6 separate regions of the Mus musculus genome follow, and all the other regions are linked to region 4. Evidence: chromatin contacts called from public promoter capture Hi-C data. All regions are on one chromosome and are shown on one strand. Each heading gives the region's core, a stretch centred on a gene start, on an enhancer-like site or on the middle of the called end of the contact. The rest is flanking DNA. Distances are from core to core; before and after follow the strand shown. Region 1 holds the start of Fam149b (family with sequence similarity 149, member B). Region 2 holds the start of Nudt13 (nudix (nucleoside diphosphate linked moiety X)-type motif 13). Region 3 holds the start of Samd8 (sterile alpha motif domain containing 8). Region 4 holds the start of Vcl (vinculin). Region 5 holds the start of Dupd1 (dual specificity phosphatase and pro isomerase domain containing 1). Region 6 holds the start of Mrps16 (mitochondrial ribosomal protein S16).

The links. Promoter capture Hi-C pulls out the DNA fragments that hold promoters and counts their contacts.
Region 1: a contact with region 4 is called in a promoter capture Hi-C map of pre-B cells, with 6 times the contacts expected there. The contact joins the promoter of Fam149b here to the promoter of Vcl in region 4. A contact is called at or near these places in 10 of 39 promoter capture datasets (the C10 cell line, embryonic stem cells, erythroid cells and 6 more), 4 of 484 Hi-C or Micro-C datasets (CD4 T cells, CD8 T cells, embryonic stem cells and 1 more) and 1 of 115 datasets of contacts at active chromatin or transcription factors (regulatory T cells).
Region 2: a contact with region 4 is called in a promoter capture Hi-C map of pre-B cells, with 7 times the contacts expected there. The contact joins the promoter of Nudt13 here to the promoter of Vcl in region 4. A contact is called at or near these places in 1 of 39 promoter capture datasets (pre-B cells) and 1 of 115 datasets of contacts at active chromatin or transcription factors (pancreatic cancer cells).
Region 3: a contact with region 4 is called in a promoter capture Hi-C map of pre-B cells, with 5 times the contacts expected there. The contact joins the promoter of Samd8 here to the promoter of Vcl in region 4. A contact is called at or near these places in 13 of 39 promoter capture datasets (the 3T3-L1 cell line, the C10 cell line, the HPC-7 cell line and 7 more), 6 of 484 Hi-C or Micro-C datasets (CD4 T cells, CD8 T cells, LSK cells and 1 more), 6 of 115 datasets of contacts at active chromatin or transcription factors (bone marrow-derived macrophages, embryonic stem cells, extraembryonic endoderm stem cells and 2 more) and 3 of 9 other capture datasets (adipose tissue, liver and pancreatic islet).
Region 5: a contact with region 4 is called in a promoter capture Hi-C map of cranial neural crest. The contact joins the promoter of Dupd1 here to the promoter of Vcl in region 4. A contact is called at or near these places in 2 of 39 promoter capture datasets (cranial neural crest and hippocampal neurons) and 2 of 115 datasets of contacts at active chromatin or transcription factors (embryonic forebrain and embryonic stem cells).
Region 6: a promoter capture Hi-C map of liver shows a contact between it and region 4, with 5 times the contacts expected there. The contact joins the promoter of Mrps16 here to the promoter of Vcl in region 4. A contact is called at or near these places in 6 of 39 promoter capture datasets (hippocampal neurons, liver, neutrophils and 2 more) and 2 of 484 Hi-C or Micro-C datasets (CD8 T cells and pre-pro-B cells).

The regions. Positions count from the first base shown.
Region 1 is chr14:20,346,900-20,349,599 of GRCm38.p6, forward strand. It overlaps Fam149b (family with sequence similarity 149, member B), which reads left to right and starts at 1,263. Exons shown (of 14, transcript NM_001024512.2): 1 at 1,263-1,495. The coding sequence starts at 1,449. It overlaps Ecd (ecdysoneless cell cycle regulator), which reads right to left and starts at 1,222. Exons shown (of 14, transcript NM_027475.3): 1 at 895-1,222.
Region 2 is chr14:20,293,335-20,296,034 of GRCm38.p6, forward strand. It overlaps Nudt13 (nudix (nucleoside diphosphate linked moiety X)-type motif 13), which reads left to right and starts at 1,356. Exons shown (of 9, transcript NM_026341.3): 1 at 1,356-1,458.
Region 3 is chr14:21,749,117-21,751,816 of GRCm38.p6, forward strand. Samd8 (sterile alpha motif domain containing 8) reads left to right here and starts at 1,415. Exons shown (of 6, transcript NM_026283.3): 1 at 1,415-1,664. The coding sequence starts at 1,491.
Region 4 is chr14:20,928,022-20,930,721 of GRCm38.p6, forward strand. Vcl (vinculin) reads left to right here and starts at 1,377. Exons shown (of 21, transcript NM_009502.5): 1 at 1,377-1,667. The coding sequence starts at 1,500.
Region 5 is chr14:21,713,290-21,715,999 of GRCm38.p6, forward strand. Dupd1 (dual specificity phosphatase and pro isomerase domain containing 1) reads right to left here and starts at 1,287. Exons shown (of 4, transcript NM_001013826.2): 1 at 1,220-1,287.
Region 6 is chr14:20,392,187-20,394,886 of GRCm38.p6, forward strand. It overlaps Mrps16 (mitochondrial ribosomal protein S16), which reads right to left and starts at 1,448. Exons shown (of 3, transcript NM_025440.3): 1 at 1,295-1,448. The coding sequence starts at 1,307. Cfap70 (cilia and flagella associated protein 70) reads right to left here. Exons shown (of 29, transcript NM_029698.1): 28 at 2,447-2,494; 29 at 2,004-2,215. The coding sequence ends at 2,135.

The DNA.
Region 1 (2,700 bases), core at 13-2,512, 580 kb before region 4:
TGACTACATTATTTCCCCCAAATTTGATACACACCTACCATCATGGTTCCGGCCTTTACCAGACACCACTTGATTTATCCTCTGAATAACAGACTTAAAACTATCTTCCTTAAAATTAAATTATGTGAACTGGAAACCTTGATATTATGGAGTAAATGAAAGTCCAACAACTCACTTCCCAAACCAAAGAAGTATGTGAGGATAAAAGTTAAAAATAGCTAGGTGTGCCTATGGTCTCAGCTGAGAGATCAAGGCAAAAGGATCACCTGGGTCCAGGATTTTGAGGCTAGGCTAGGTAACATAAGACGATCCTTTCTCACAAATAAATAAATGTTTGCCCTTCAGTCGGCAGCAGTGTGTGTAACACAGTTTGAAAACATTCCATTACTATCCATTATTCTCTCACACCTTCCAACCGTGCTTCAGTCGGTGGCATACTTTGGGCACTTTACTTTCTTGAGCTTTCTACTTAGTCGTGAAATGAAAGTGTTAGTCTGCCGTCTCTAAAACACCTTCCTTTAAAATTGTGTTACTAGGTGCGTTAAAAAGCAATGCCCCTTGCTCTACAGGGCTTCTATAGAAGATTTAAAAGTGCCAACACTTGCGTGTCGGAGTTTCGTCCCAAAATAATTGGTCATGGTTCCGGATGCCCACCTAACGCAGCAATTTAATTCCTAAGCTTACTTGGCTTTGCAATGAACCAATAAGGAACCTGCACCTTCTATGCAACTACCCACTCACCACTGTAAATTAGAATCGTGCTGCCTCTCACCCTGGCGGATCAAGGAAAAACTCTACCCACCCTCACCCTAAATCCAAGCAGGGCTCTTTATGTAGAATTTACAGAGTCAGAATTGGACTTGAGATCATGGGAATTAATGAAAAATGACATACCCGAGAGTACAGAAGAGGAGCCACCAGGAGCACTGTCCTGGCGCGGTATAGTGCTCCTTCACCAAACTAGACGCTCTTCTTCCACCTGACAAAAGTAAAGCGATCCCTTTCAATAGCTCTCTCGTGCGCCTCTGCTCTGGCACCTTTCCTTGGCTGCCTCTTCCAGCAGGACACTTGGTCAGAGGCGACCACCAACCGCCCAATCCCGGCCCATGCTGGGTCCTCGCGTTCGCTTGGGCCCTGATCCACGCCTGAACGCCTGCAAGTCGTGAGGCTCGGAACCCTGAGTATAGTCTCTAGTGCGCATCGGAGCCAATTTCCGAAAGACGCTGTACCTTCGTCACTTCCGCTCATGAGAGGAAGGAGGCAGGTCGGAAGACTATAGAGTGGGAACTCTGGGAGGTGGCGGTCCGGAATCTAAGCGACGGGGCGAGACGGGGCGAGACGGGGCCGGTAGGTGGCAGGAGGGGGCCGGGCCGGAGCCGGCGGGAGGGCCAGGCCCCGAGGCCCCCGCCCTGGCTTGCCCGCCCTGGCCGCAGAGGAGAAAAAGGAGGATGATCTCCAGATACACTCGGAAGGCCGTGCCGCAGAGCGTGGAGCTGTGAGTGGATTGCTCTGCTCGCCCAGCTTGGGCCGCCGGAGCTCAAGGGACCTTATAAGGCCCGTCCTCTCCTTTCCCGTCCCAGACATAGGGAGGGAAAATACTATCCCGGATTCTCACCTCCCAGCCCTGGTGGAAGCTGCCTTTTGTCTTTGGGTCACCAGCTTAGGGTGTGCCTTTGGGACTGTTAGGTCCTGAATTGAGGGAGTGCTGCATCCGTTGTTCCCACAGTGCTTTTGACCCCACTGAAGATAATAGCTTAAATGCTACAATAACGTTGAACGTGTCTAGTTCAGAACACCATGCAAAGCTGTTTGCTTGAATGCAATAGCGAAATCAGGTTGAGACCAACTTTGCACATCCTACAAATAAAGATCACAGGTCTAAAGGTTGTATCTAGAAGGTGGTGCAGCTCAGACGTACAAACCAAGGGTCAATCCGATTGTAAAGCCTGTTGTCAAGCAATTCACACATTGCCGTCACACCCCCTGCAAATAATGCTAAAAAGCAAGCACTTTGGTAGTTTAAAAACCTGCTTTGTACCCTTAGTAAAGTGTAACATAGAGCCTTATATCTACTGACTGGTACTTTGCAATTTCAAAAGAACCTGCAGTTTCTTGGTCCTTTCAGCAGTTCTGAAAGATTGCTGTAACTAGCTTCTGTTGCTCAGATAAAATTAGAAAGCTTCCACATCTGAACCCAATAGGGCCTGAACGTTTAAACCAAGTCCCATTGGTCCTCCTCATTGAAGTAAGCAATTTCAACAGCCATACACTTATTATGCATTCCAATAACATTCATTTAAAGTCACACCTGAGATTTTTAGATGGATACTTTTCTTGCCACTTAGCTTTTAGGAAATTTAACTAGATCTGGGCCTTCCTGTCTATGTATACAACTAAGATGTACAAGTATACCTAAAATGATGACGTAGGGCTGGTACATAATAGATCCTCAATAAGTGATAGCACTACTTTCTTCTTCCCGCCTTTACTTGGTAAAAGAGCCATACAAAGAAGAGAACCTCTCCTTGCTTTTCAGAAGCATGTTATCTATTAAGGAATATGTTATTTGCACAACAGCAAATCAGATAATAAGCTCCTTAGGGAATAAAACTAAGAAATAATCATTTCCCCAAAGTGAGAAGGATTTAACTTAAAATCTGCTTTTAATTTTTAAAATTCCATTTAGTGTATCATGCACAT
Region 2 (2,700 bases), core at 106-2,605, 630 kb before region 4:
CAGGTCCTCTAGAAGAACAATCAGGACTCTAAACCATTCTGCCATTTCTCCAGCCCCAGTCCTAACCTTTCTTTACACCCGCCAGGCACATCTCCACCCCAGGGCCTTTGCACGAGCTTATTTTACTCTGTCTACAAGTCTCTCCCCACAAATCCTAACTTGGCTGTTCCTGTCAGCTCTGTCAAGCTCTTTATTCCAGTGTTGCCTTAACAATGAGGCTATCCATCCTACGTAAAATAGCAAAACCGCTCCTCCTCTTACCATGCTTTAACTTCTGCCCCAGCACTTACAACCGTGTGTACAGTTATTTATTTTGTTTTCTCCCATAGAATTTTGTTTACATTAAGATGCATTTTTTATGTATCCTGTACTTTTAATATTTTGTCTCATTAATTATATTTTGAAGAGCTAGGGAAATGGCTTAGTGGTTAATAGCACTGGCTTCTCACAGAAGCAAGCAACTCCCATAGTAAGAAAGAAAGCAGCCCCAAGTAGCTTTACTGGAGATTCGTCTTAGATGGTGATTGATCCTACTGATTGACCAAGGTAAGAGTTTTACCTAAAGCGTCTATATACCTAAGCACAGTCCCTCGTTTATTTAAAGCAAGGTATCAGTATGCACCCCTGATAACCTGAGTCTACTGTGTACACTGGGCTGACCTCAAATTCAGAGGGCTCTGCCTCTGTCTCCTGGGATTAAAGGCAGGCCTGGAACTCCTTTTTTTGTTTTTGTTTTTGTTTTTCGAGACAGGGTTTCTCTGTATAGCCCTGGCTGTCCTGGAACTCACTCTGTAGACCAGGCTGGCCTTGAACTCTGAAATCCACCTGCCTCTGCCTCCCAAGTGCTGGGATTAAAGGCATGCACCACCACGCCCGGCTAAGCCCGGAACTCCTAACCTTAAAAAAAGATTTTTTTTTCATGTTCATATGTACATGGCACATGTGTGTCCATGGGTGCACATTAAAGTATGTGGGTGTAGAGGGTAAAGTTGACATGGAATGTCTTCCTCCATGGCTTTCCCCTTTGTTCATTGAGGCAGGGTCTCCCACTGAACCTGGGGCTCACCAATTCAGCTAAGCAGCATCTAGCCCAGAAGATCTGGAAACTGTTAAAGCTATTTGTTTGTGGTGGGTTTCACTATATGCTTTATAAGGTTAACTTTGCAACCCAAGGTTACAAGCTCCCGGCCTAAAAGTTGAACTACAATTCCCAGAGTGCATCGGTAATCTCTCTGAGACTGCTGGGAAGTGTGTCAGATTTCCACTTACCCAACCACCCCTACGTGCGCTGTAGCGATGAAACTACATTTCCCAGAGTGCATCTTTAAGGAGGATTCTGGGAGGTGTGGCAAAGCGTCAATCCCACTGGGAAGGGAAAAGAGAAACCATTTGAACTTGAACATTTGGAGTTTCCAGGGGCGTGCAGACCATTGGGGCATAGAAGGCATCTCGAAAAGAGTGAGTACAGGAAACGAAACCTGTTCTAAGTGCAACTAGGATGTAGTAAGGAGCCATAATCAAAACTTGCCAGACGCTCTCGGTTACAGAGTTTGACAGTTTTAACTTAAACCTTTCAAATCTCGAGAAACCGGACGTTTTTGTACCCAACATTGAGTACCTCTAAATATTTTCTGAAATATTTTTGAAGAGCTATTTAAAATGGAAGTTTCCAATATTTCACCTTTTCTCTTAATTTTTTAAATGGTGGCGGGATCTTTTAGAAATAAACCATAAAGCTTTTTATATAAACCAGGGCACAGAGACCGTGAAGTCTGCAACACGGCTGCTCATCAGCTTCCAGCATTCCCAGCCATCGAAGTCCACAGTGGAGTGGCTGCTCCCTGGGCACCTGTGAAGATTCAGGAGGAACCCACGGTCACGCTTTATGCCTTTCAAGTCATTCCATCTGGAAAGATGAACAGAATGAGAAATGTGTGTGTGTGTGCCATAGAAGTTGTTAGTTCATACGTTCAAATGCCTTGGCATTTATTAGTTTTGAGTAAAAACAACGTTACCTTTCATCTCATCGATAATTCTTTGTATACACACACACCAGGAGCGTCAAGTGTGGGGATGCTGTTTGACATATTGTCCAGTCGTCAGGCCATGATAATCGACAGTTGGCTAAAATTAATTTGGTATCAAATATTGGACAAGAAACCAGGTAGCTGTATGGCCATACAAGAGCAGTGAGTAGTTACAGCTCGATTCCCAGGACCCATTAACCTCACCAGAGGAATTCCAGTAGCCTAAATTTCCAGTAGCGTGAAAATAACCTCTTTTAGCCGTTAGTCCTGGAAACTACTGGTTTTGTTATACATTATTGTATTTATATATACATATATATGTGTGTGTATGTATGTATATGCATGTGCTTTAAAATTTAAAGATAGCCTATAATCCTTCCTGCTGAAGCAAAAGAGTCGCTATGAGTCTGAGGCCAGCCTGGGTTACAGAGTGATACTTTGTCTCAAAAATAAATAAATAAATGAAATTTAAAATCAGTAAAAATAAATAAGTAAATTTTAGTCAGGGCTGGAAAAGTGGCTCAGCAGATAAAGTGCTTGCTGAGTTTGAGTCCCCAGGACCCATGTAAAGTGGGGTGCAATAGTGCACATCTGTGACTCTCTGGAAGCTCACAGGCTAACCAGCCTAGTATACACAGTGATGAATGACAGAAATATCATGGCTCAAAATAAG
Region 3 (2,700 bases), core at 165-2,664, 820 kb after region 4:
ACAGAAACTTAGGCACACAGGGAGGAAAGCATCTGACGTGTGCTGTAGGGTTCACACAGAACGGTGGTTCTATAATGAAGATAGCAGATTTTTTTTTTTTTTAAGAGAAAGCTGATGGATCCTTTTATGTCAGAGAGGTGATCATTGCCCAAGGCTCTGAGAATAAGGCTCTGAGAATCTTTGGACACTAGAACCACTTTTTAAACATTATTTTTATAATTAAAAATATTTTATTGGTACTGGAGAGATGGCTCAGTGGTTAAGAACACAGATAATACATGCAGGCAAACATTTATACATATAAAATAAGTTTTAAAATTATGTTTGAGTGCCTACAAATATGTATGTGGGCCACATGCATCCCATGCCTGCTGTATCCAGAAAGTGGGGGTGGGGGGTGGGTCTCCTGGAATTAGAGTTCTAGATGGTTGTGAGGTGGCATGTGGCATTGAACTTGAGGCATTGAGGTGAAAGGGTATTAAACCTGAGTCTCCAGCAAGAGCAGCAAGTGCTCTAACCACTGAGCAACACCTCTACCCCTATAGAAGCACGGGGACAAGAGAGTTCTCTGCCTACAAGGGCTGCAGGAGATGAGATGTTTTGCAGTGTCATGGAGCCCTTGAAGGTTCTGAGCATACTAGGCAGATTCCTGGCTGCCCCTGTTCTCCTCCTGTCCATCTTAGAATCTGCCCCCTTCTCCCTCAGAACTACCAAAGCCGGTCCTGCATTGTTCAAGAAAGTAGAGTCAAAGAGGGCTGAGATTTCAAGCTGCAGATGGCTTCAGACGTGGATTCTGCCAATGTTAGGCTTGCTTTAGAAGGGGATATTCCGTTAAGGTGGGGTATGGTAGTAGCAGGAAAGAACCCAGGTTCTGTCTGAGGTTAGCTTGGGCTTGGGTACCAGCTTGGATTAACTGTGCTACGTCAGGCTACAATGTTTCTTGACCTTTCTATGAGATCTACAGAGTTGAAACAATGATTTGAAGTATAGTCTCTAGCACAGTACAAAATCAAGGGGCAATAAACGGGGCTGGGCAGTGGTGGCACTCGCCTTTAATCTCAGCACTTGGGAGGAAGAGGCAGGTGGATCTCTGTGAGTTTGAGGCCAGCCTGGTCTACAGAGTGATGTCCAGGACAGCTGAAGCTACACACAGAGGAACCTTGTCTCGAAAACACCAAAGGTGGAAAAACAAATAAATGATGCAACTTGAGGACTGACTGAGAAGGGGTTTGCCCCTTCAAAGGGCTCAGGATAATAGCCTCTTCCTAGGCTCCAACCCCAGTCAACAACCCACAAGCCTTCTCCTATCTTCATTAAAACCCTTTGATGAATTATGCTTGGGCATGACGCAAGCGCTCTCCCCCTCCCCCTTGGGTTTCCCCTCCTCTTCCGGTTTTGGACCCGCCCCCTCCCCGTAGCGCCCCGCCTCCCGAAGCAGTTCCGGTTCGGCTGGCCGCTGCTGGCGGCACGGCTCCAAAGGGGCCGGAGCGATGCCCGCTGGTAGCCGAGCCGGCTCCCGCCTGCGCTCCGGCTCCCTCCCCCGGCCTTCGCGTCTGACTCTCAAGGCGCTGCGCCCCGCCTACGCGCCGAGGACCCCCGACTCCAACGGCGACTTAGACACCGGCTCCGAGCTGGGTCCCGGCAGCCCGGCTCCCACCGCGGAGGTGAGCGGGCGCCGAGGCTGATGAGAGGGGAGATTGGGGGGCGCCTGCAACCAAGGGTGAGTGGAGAGTCGGGGGCGCCAAGGGCCGCGGGGAGACGGTTGGGGAAGCCAGGGGAGGCCGCTCTGGAATGGAATCCGGAGAAAATCAGGGGGTTGAGCTGACCCGCGGGCAACAAGGGACGAGGCGCAGGGGCTGGGTCCTTGCTACCCGGCTAGGGGAGAAGGAACGTGCAAGAGGGGTCCCCGGAATCCAGACCTGGAGGAGGAGGTGCCCTGGGTTGTAGCCATAGAGATGAGGGATAGGGAGAGCTGGCCCCGGGCCTCCTGTAACCCGTAACCCGCATGAGGGCGAGGCAGCCGGGTGGGGACTGACAGCCACCTGACTCGGTGGGAATGGTGGCTGGTTTCGCAGGGCGGGAGTTAGGGTTGCCTGGAAAGAGGGAGGTGCTGTCGGGTGGGAAGGAGCTTGGCCTAAAGGTTAGAGAGGAAAAGTCCAGGGGAAAAAAAGGAGCCCTTGGGGATCTAATTTAGGGCCTTGGCTTTTTTACAGGTAAGTGTCTTTCAAGGTGTCAAAAATCTCTGGGTAGTGGATGACGGCTTTGGGGCTTGCCTGTTTGTGATCCCTTTAAGAAGCTAGATTGCGAGGGGCGGGTATGCATCGCTGATTCTCGTACAGGGACTGGGGGAGGCGATCGGAGAGAGGAAGTGATGTTCGTAGAGGGTAGTGATTTGTGAAAATAAAGATGTCACTCAGATTTCTTCTGACGCGAGTGGTTTCTTCTCCTCTGTGCTTCGTTTTTAAGAAGGTTCAGATGTCAGGCAAGTGTAAGTCTTTAGTACATTACCTTTAAATTAAAAAAATTAAATCTGCAAGGGGAATTTGGACGTTTGGATTTTACAGATAATTCAGTGCGAATTGTTAACACTTGAATACAGCTTGAGTTGGCCCGCATATTGGCCACAGGGTGGAAATATGGTCCGTGGAAATTCTTGGGTTTAAGAGGTCATTTACGACAAGAAGTGAAGCCACCCATAGT
Region 4 (2,700 bases), core at 127-2,626:
ACAGAGCAGAAACGGGGGTATGTACTGCTAGACACACAGAACTTTAGAGCTGGGTAAGACAACATGTGGCTTGGCCTTCTGCAAAATGTGACATCCTGAGAAACATTTTTCTTTGACTTGAGGATCTTTCATTTGAAGGCATTAATGAATGTGTTTCCTCTCAGAATGAGGAAGCTTGGGCAAGAGAACTTGAGGTTAGGAAAACATGCAGATGTCTTAAATGTGGTGAGGGGATTGGGCAATTTGGCCCTACTTACAGACTTGTTAAAAAGTATCCACTTTTGAATTTTCATTTCACTTTTTTTTTTTTTTTGAGATGGGGGTCTTGTCATGTTGCTCAGACTGGCTTGGAACTCCTTCCTCAAATGATCCTCCTAACCCTGCCTCTGGAGTGCTGTTGTAACTACAAATAGATGCTCATCACAACCACAAAAGGACTACCCCTCCAGGATGGCCTCAAACTTTCTTTGTAGTGGAGTATGACCTTGAACCCCTGATCCACTTCCCTAGTGCTGCTGGTATACGGGCCCACTCTATCAAGGCTGATTTTGCGTAGTGCTGGGAATCAAACCTAGGGCTTCTTACATTCTAGGCAAACATTTTAGCAACGGAACCAGACCTAAGTAGATTTGCAAAAATGGGATACCAGTCGCTAAAACAGAAGGTGGCAGACAGACTTCTACTCACCAAAAGCGAAAGATTAGCAGGTAAATTTCATTAAGTCTCTAGTTCTACGGAAACGTTCCTATTTATTTAGAAAACACGTATTTGCAAGTGAACGTGTACACGGAGGTCTAGAAAGTGCCACACCAAACTTAACTGTGACTATCCGAGGGCAGATAGTACAAATCAATGGGTACTCATGTTTCTCGGTGTGTTTTTGTTGTCTGGATCTTTTTACTTCCTCGTGAATTACTGGGAGGTGACGGAACAGTGTTCTGACTGCGTCCGGTGACGGTAAAGGGGAGCACCCTGCGGGGAGACCGGGGGAAGCCGAGGTCCCCTCTCTCTGGCGCTGCCTGAGGTGAGGATATCCCGCCCTACTGAGGTGATCCTGCGGAGGGGCGGAGCTCCGCCACTCTGAGGCGGGAGGCGGCTCCTGGGGGCGGGGCCAGTCCAGTGCAGTCGCTCGCTCCGCTCCCACTATGCCCTTATAAGGAGCGCCCCGCGAGAGGGTTCGGGAATCCGGTCGCAATCCCTGCGGCGCAGCCCCAATCCCAGGCCCCTCCCTTGGGAATGGGGGCGGGGCGGGACCTTAGCGGCTCTGCCTTGGGGGCGGAGCTTATCGAAGTAAGACCAATAGGAGCCACAGTCCGGCTCTGAGTTGCGTTACCATTGGGCGCGGCGACGTGAGAGGGCGGGGCGCCTGTGGGGCTAGTTACGCCGAGGGAAGCCCGGACTCTAGTCGCCGCTCCGAGTCAGTCACTCGCCGCCGGCTCCCGGCCCTACGGATCCCAGTTTTCTGTTGCCCGCGGTACGCCGCCCCGCTAGCCGCCGCGATGCCGGTGTTTCACACGCGTACGATCGAGAGCATCCTGGAGCCGGTGGCGCAGCAGATCTCGCACCTGGTGATTATGCACGAGGAGGGCGAGGTGGACGGCAAAGCCATTCCTGACCTCACCGCGCCCGTAGCCGCCGTGCAGGCGGCCGTCAGCAACCTCGTCCGGGTGAGCGCGCCGGGCCTGGGACGGGAGCGCGGGCGGGAGAAGTCCCCAGGGTCCCGGTCCGCCTCGCTGCTTGCATTCGCAGGCGCTTGGAGCGTCGGGTGGACTCCAGGGCAGGTGCCGTGGTTTCGAATGCCGATTTCTCTGGGCTGTGACCTTGAGCAAGCCACTGAGCCTGTCGGGGACCTCAGTTTCCTCATCTATAAAATGGGACACTTGTGTGAGAAATCCTGCCTTGGGGCTGTGCTGTGAAGAGTCAGCGAGCTTTTAGTTGTGAAGTGCCTAGGGTGTGTGTGCCCGTAGTAGGCGCCCAAGAAATGGTCGTTAGGTTGTCTCACGGTCCCTCCCCTGGGCAGGCTCGCGTCACTTGCGTTGAGTACCTTGCTCTTAGCTCCTTTTTAGGCCTCTCCTCTCCAACCTGTGGGTGGTTTCTCTTATGGTCTCCCTGCCCTAACTTCCAAGGATTCTTATTTGCACCGGGCTGCTCGCCTTTCTAATACTTCTGTCCCCTGAGACCCACCTGCCCAACCCTCCCCTGGGATCCTGGTGTCTGTCGCTTCTACCCAACTGCTTGGCTTCTTCCTCTCTCTGTCGCCGCCTCCTTTCCTTCGGGGCATTTTGCTCACACCTCCGGGGACTCTTAGCACCTTTAGACAGTAATTCATAACCAGGAGCCCTGCTTGCCCTCTGCCTGACCCCATGGCCGTCATTTTATTCCTTCCATGAAGCTGTCTATCCATCTTTACTGCTGTCAAATGGCTTTCTTTCACTGGGGCCTTTCCAGATTTGGGGGGCCTCCTCCTCTGCCCCTCCTTCTGGCAGGAAGCAAGATGGAGCTGCTGTGAGAGGCCTGTGGAATCTGGGATCTGCAGCCCCTGCCTGAGGGGAAGGCTAGGGCGTTCTTTGCCAGTCCACACTTTTCTGCCTGCCCCTAGCTATTTATCGATCTTTGTAGCCCACTTCTGAAATGGGAAAAGAGATAGAGAGACTAGTCTCGTAACTGTACCCTGGCTAATGTCACACTTGCTCCAGGCTG
Region 5 (2,710 bases), core at 37-2,536, 790 kb after region 4:
GCAAGCTGCTAAGTCTCGTAGTTTAGGAAGAAAGCAAACAAATCGAAGCCCAAAGTCCAGCCTTGGGCCTTAGCACAGCCCTCTGCTCTTTATCATGGGATAGAAAGTAGTCAGGCACACGAAGTCTACCTTCACACGGACCCCAGTGCTATCTCCAGTCCAGCTGTTACCCCAGGCCTGAAACACCCTCAGCCAAGACATCTGGCCCACTGATGGTGAGAGACCATTGCCTCTCCTCTGTTCCTTAGCAGACCTGCCTTAGCTCCTGAGGTAGCTTCCGTGCTGCCTGGCCTTCCCTAATTCTCCTCTGACCTCCTACCTTCTCCATGCCCAGAGTACTCCCTCAGAAGCCCCTCCAGTCCTGCTGCCACTAAATGTCAGAGTCTTCCAAATTGTCCATAGGACCCATACAGTGAGAACAAGGAGGGGCCACCGGGGAAATAGCAAAGCAGCACAAAGAATGTGACACGTGAGGGTCCCCCAGGGGCTGGTGGCCTCTTCACACTCGACCCTCATGTCCCCTTCTCAGGGTACTTTCAGCTTCTGAACTGTCAGTGCCTTGTAGTCCCAACAGCTATTGAATTCCAAGCCTACCAGTGACTACTGGGGCCACGGGACAAGAGCACTGGATCTAATGGGAGAGCCTGGTCTGAGGTACGGGTTATCCTCTCCCTTCCTACCTCATATGGTGCTGTCATAGGCGAATAGCTCCATCTCTCCATCACCCAGCCTCCTCATCTCCACTGGGGTGCTTCCATCCCCAGCCCATGTTCCCCTCAGGATTGGAAAATTCTTTAAAGAGTATCTTACTTTGAATGAGGCTTAAGATTGCCAGGACACTGGAGCCTTGAGTAGCGTTTGTAATTTGTGCTGCCCTACACATGATCCGAGGGAATCTGATGCCTCTATTTCCCCTGCTCCATGATATGAATACCATACAGAGCATCCAAAGGCTCAGACGGGACCCAAGAGCTTTAACCCATTAGGTTATCCCTTAGAAATCATCACAGGAACTCATAATTTAGAGACAAGAAACGAGAAAGCAATTCAGTGTTGCCTCTATTGAATGCTGGGATAGCAAGGAGCCTTTCGTACTAAAAGGATGTTCTCTACAGCTTCAGAAACTGTGGAAGTAAGATTTCCAATCCCCACAGCCATTTTCTTAAAGAACGCTTGGCTACACCCCGTAGGCAATAGTCTTCCCATTCAAGGGCCTTACCTGTGTGCCCCAAGTGCCTGGCTGGGCTAAGAGGTACCAGTCCGAAGGGTGTGTGGCAGCCTTACACTAACCCTCCAGAGCAGCTCAGAGGGCCTATTTTTAGGGTCAGATCTGCTGACACTGACCTTGCATGCTGTCCAGTGTGAGAGGAGACCCGTGGCATTTGTTTGCAAAATGATTCCCCAGTGTGACCTGAAACCCTTGACTCAAGCAGTCCTGTACCTGGAGGCCACATGTTTGTCTCTGGCTCAGCCACAGATACAGGACATGTGGCCGCCAGGATGGCGACAGATGGGTAATTCCCCAGCTTTGTTTTCTTACACTGGATGAAGCGAGGTGTCTGCAGGCCCTCTAAGGGCTCTGTCTCAGAATGATGACCGGGCTGGGGGCCGGGGATGGGAGGGTTGCCTGCTGACACAGAGCCATAGGAGGCCTCAGGGTTCACAGCATGAAGATCTCTGCCCTCTACCGCAGCTCTCTCTGAGAGTTTGGAGAGCTATCTCTTGGGGATGGATGGAATGGACATCGCATCACGAAGAATGATCGATGAATCCCTGAGAAAGAGTCCCTGTGGGCAAACACTGTGCAGGTAGCACTTCCTGCAAAACAACCCCCAAGTCCCCAGCTTTTCTGGAGTTCAGTGAGGACAGTGCTCACAATTCTACCCTCTTATGTAATTATGAGCCTGTGCACCACACACACACACACACACACACACACACACACACACACACACACAGAGAGAGAGAGAGAGAGAGAGAGAGAGTTGTTTAAGATAGCCAGATACTATGTAGATGGATTGACGATAGACCAATGAGAGAAACATTTCTTAGCATCTAAGACGAAAGATGTAGTAAAGTCAAATGGAGCCAAGAGAAGAATTTGAGGACTGTTATGATTTGAGTATGAAATGTTTTTCATAGGCTGGTGGAACTGTTTTGAGAAATTGTGGAATCTTTAAGAGGTAGGGCCGAGGCTGGAGAAAGTGAGAGTCACTGGGCAAGGAGGGGTAGGGTGTGGTGATGGTCTGACGGGTATGCCATATCTAACTCAGATGGAGCACTCTGTTTCCCATCTATCATGAGCTGCCAGCAAACCATCCCGTCCCCACCTTGGTAGACCATATCCCCCCAACTGTGAGCAAAAGCAAACCGTTTAAGGTGTCAGGATGAGAAAAGCATCGGATATAGAGGGACTGTTGATTATCACCTCCGTGAGCAAGACCCTAAGCGGTGAACTAGACAAATGGCGGGCTTCTCCACTCTCTCAGTCCTTCATACATTATATTTTGCTAGACATAGTGGCTCACATCTTTAATCCCAGCACTCAAGAGGCAGAGGCAGGAGAATCTCTCTGGGTAGAACAACAGGATAGGGGAGCATCCTAACCTTTTCCATCAAGGGCCCTAGGAATCCGTGGGGAGACTGTGTTAGAGAAGAATGGTAGCATTTTTAGGGACACCTGGTCTGTCTTCTAGAAGTCAAAAAAAAA
Region 6 (2,700 bases), core at 198-2,697, 540 kb before region 4:
GTTTAGTAGACTCAAAATATAAGGTAATATAAGGTAAAGGCACAATTCCTCCTTCTACTGCAATGTTCTCACTTCCAATCTATGCCCTGCCCCATCCAGCTTAGATACAATCGTGTGGGTGAAACTCCTCCTTAACCCCTCCAGACCAGACATACCTCCTTTTTTCCAAATCCACATAACACAGTCCTGCCGAGGTTGGGGTCCACTTTACCCTTGGAGACTCCATCTTGTAAATAGTCTCCACTTTGTACTAAGATAAATTCTAAGAAACAGCTGAATTCCCAGAAATGGCTTCTGGCCCCAGGCGCCCCATATGAACTTAGGCCACAATATCTCACCCTATGCCTTGTTGGTTAGCAACTAGTCCGGACTGAAACCAACCAGCCACTATATAGGCTCTGACTGGCTGGCCTCAATCCAGGCCAAGTTAAGAAGCCAACTGAGACCCTATAGGTGGAACAACAATATGAACTAACCAGTACCCAGGAGCTCTTGTCTCTAGCTGCATATGTATCAAAAGATGGCCTAGTCGGCCATCACTGGAAAGAGAGGCCCATTGGACTTGCAAACTTTATATGCCCCAGTACAGGGGTACGCCAGGGCCAAAAAGGGGGAGTGGGTGGGTAGGGGAGTGGGGGGTGGGTATGGGGGACTTTTGGGATAGCATAATGTAAATGAGGAAAATACCTAATAAAAAGTTTAAAAAAAAAAAAAAGCCAACTGAGGTACTTGACCGGTAGTAACCCACTTAAAATGACAGGTATGGAAAACCATGCATGTGGTCCCTAGCCCATCCAATTTGTGGTTTTTATGTTTTAAAAGGTTGTCCTGTCTTGCCCCACGCTGTCACGTTTTGGACCCCGAACCCAGCCGTCTCCCCGAAATATTAGCTTTTAAAATAAGCTTGCTGGTTTAAACTTGGTTTTCATATTGGATTATTTCCAAATTCTCGGACCCTAACACCATTTACTAAGCCATGACCTTGTCTTACCCTTAGGTGCCTCATCTGTAAAACGATTTCTACGATGTGTGGTAAAAAACTGAGACAGGCTGGGCGCGGTGGCGCACGCCTCTAATCACAGGGCCTTTGGGAGGCAGAGGCAAAGGTCTGTCTAGGAAGGAGTTCGAAGCCAGCCCGTCTTTACGCTGCGAGTTCCAGGCCAGCCAGAGCTACCCAGTGAGACCACTGCTAAAAGCGAGACGGACTGAGACGAAGCTCCGCTGGAAGGCGATGTGGCCGCGCCTAGCCCGGGTCGCCGCAGCCCACGCCCGCCCGGAAGCCCCGCGCACTCACTGAGCTGGACCATGGTGCCTGGGCGAGCGGCTCTCCAGCTGTCCCGCTGCACAGCCCCGCGGCACAGAGCCTGAAGCCCGGAAGAGCGCCCCCAAGCGGCCGGCGGGCACACGACGCGACGTCCGCACCACTCCAGAGCCGGAAAGCCCTCTGCGGAAGCCTCCGGCCGATCGGCCCGCCCCTTCCGCTTTCTCTTCCAATGCGCACGGGAGGGCAACCGAGCGCCGGGAGTGCCACAGGGCGCCGGTGACTGATCCTTGACTGCTACGGAAGAGGCGTGTCTGTAGGCGTGGGCTGCTGGCGGTCTTCAGCTGAGTGCCTGCGGCGTGCGGGAGACTTTCCTGTCCGCGGCGGTGCTGAGTTCCTTGCAGGCCGTTCCATCCTGCGACGGTTCCCCCGCCTCCGGAATATCCTCTGTTCTCTTACCCACTGTCAACTGTGTGTGACACAGCACAGTTGTATTCTGGTCCCACCTTTGAAGATGTTGCCTTAATTTCCAAGCCCCAGTAACATTGGTCCAGAACTTTGGCAATTGTGCACCTCCAGGGAATCTTACCAACAAGGTGATCAGATAAACTTTAAAAAGTAATTCTAATAGTCACACCATTATGCCAGATATCTACCCACAAATAGTGGCTATTAATTAGCTACATGTACATAAGAGCATATAAAATATAATGTGCTATACATACGACTCCAGAAACATGATAAATTTTGAGTTTGGGGTTTATATTTTTTTAATGTGAACTAAAGGGGTGGGGATGGGCAGGCTTCATCTGGTGACAGTTTGGAAAGGAAACGTGCTTGGGGCTCCATATTAAATATCCACTTGTAAGGCTGTCAGAAAGATGGATTTCCAAAACCAACCATTTCCTGTACAGTGTGGATTTCTTCAAGTAGAGCCTGGTCTTTCAGTTTCAGCTGCAGAAACAAGGCAGGGAAGAAGTTATGTCCAACACACCAGGTGACTTTGAAGACCCCTAATTTAAGAGGCTCCAGATTTGTGGGGACGGGATGGGCCTCTCCTGTATTCTCGACACCATGGAAGCTCTCAAAGAATTGGAATGTATTGGATCTTGGGTGGGAATTCATCAGGCACTGAGCGCTCTCATGGTCTGTACACTCTCAGAATGGCAATCAGCTGTCGCATACCTTTATTGTGTACTTATAAGCCTGCTCTGCTTCCAGTTGTCGTCCAACCTGAAAGAAGCAATTAACATCTTTCCTAGTAAAATGTGAATCGGAGGTTACTGACCACATCCATCTCAAGGAGGAACCGCCCAGAACATTCTCCTTGTCATCAGTAGAGACAAATCTGGAACTCTTCCAACTTCAGTTGCTGTGTGCTAACAGCCAGCTTACCTTTCTTTCTTAGTTGGGCCTTCACCTGACCCCTGAGAGGGCCT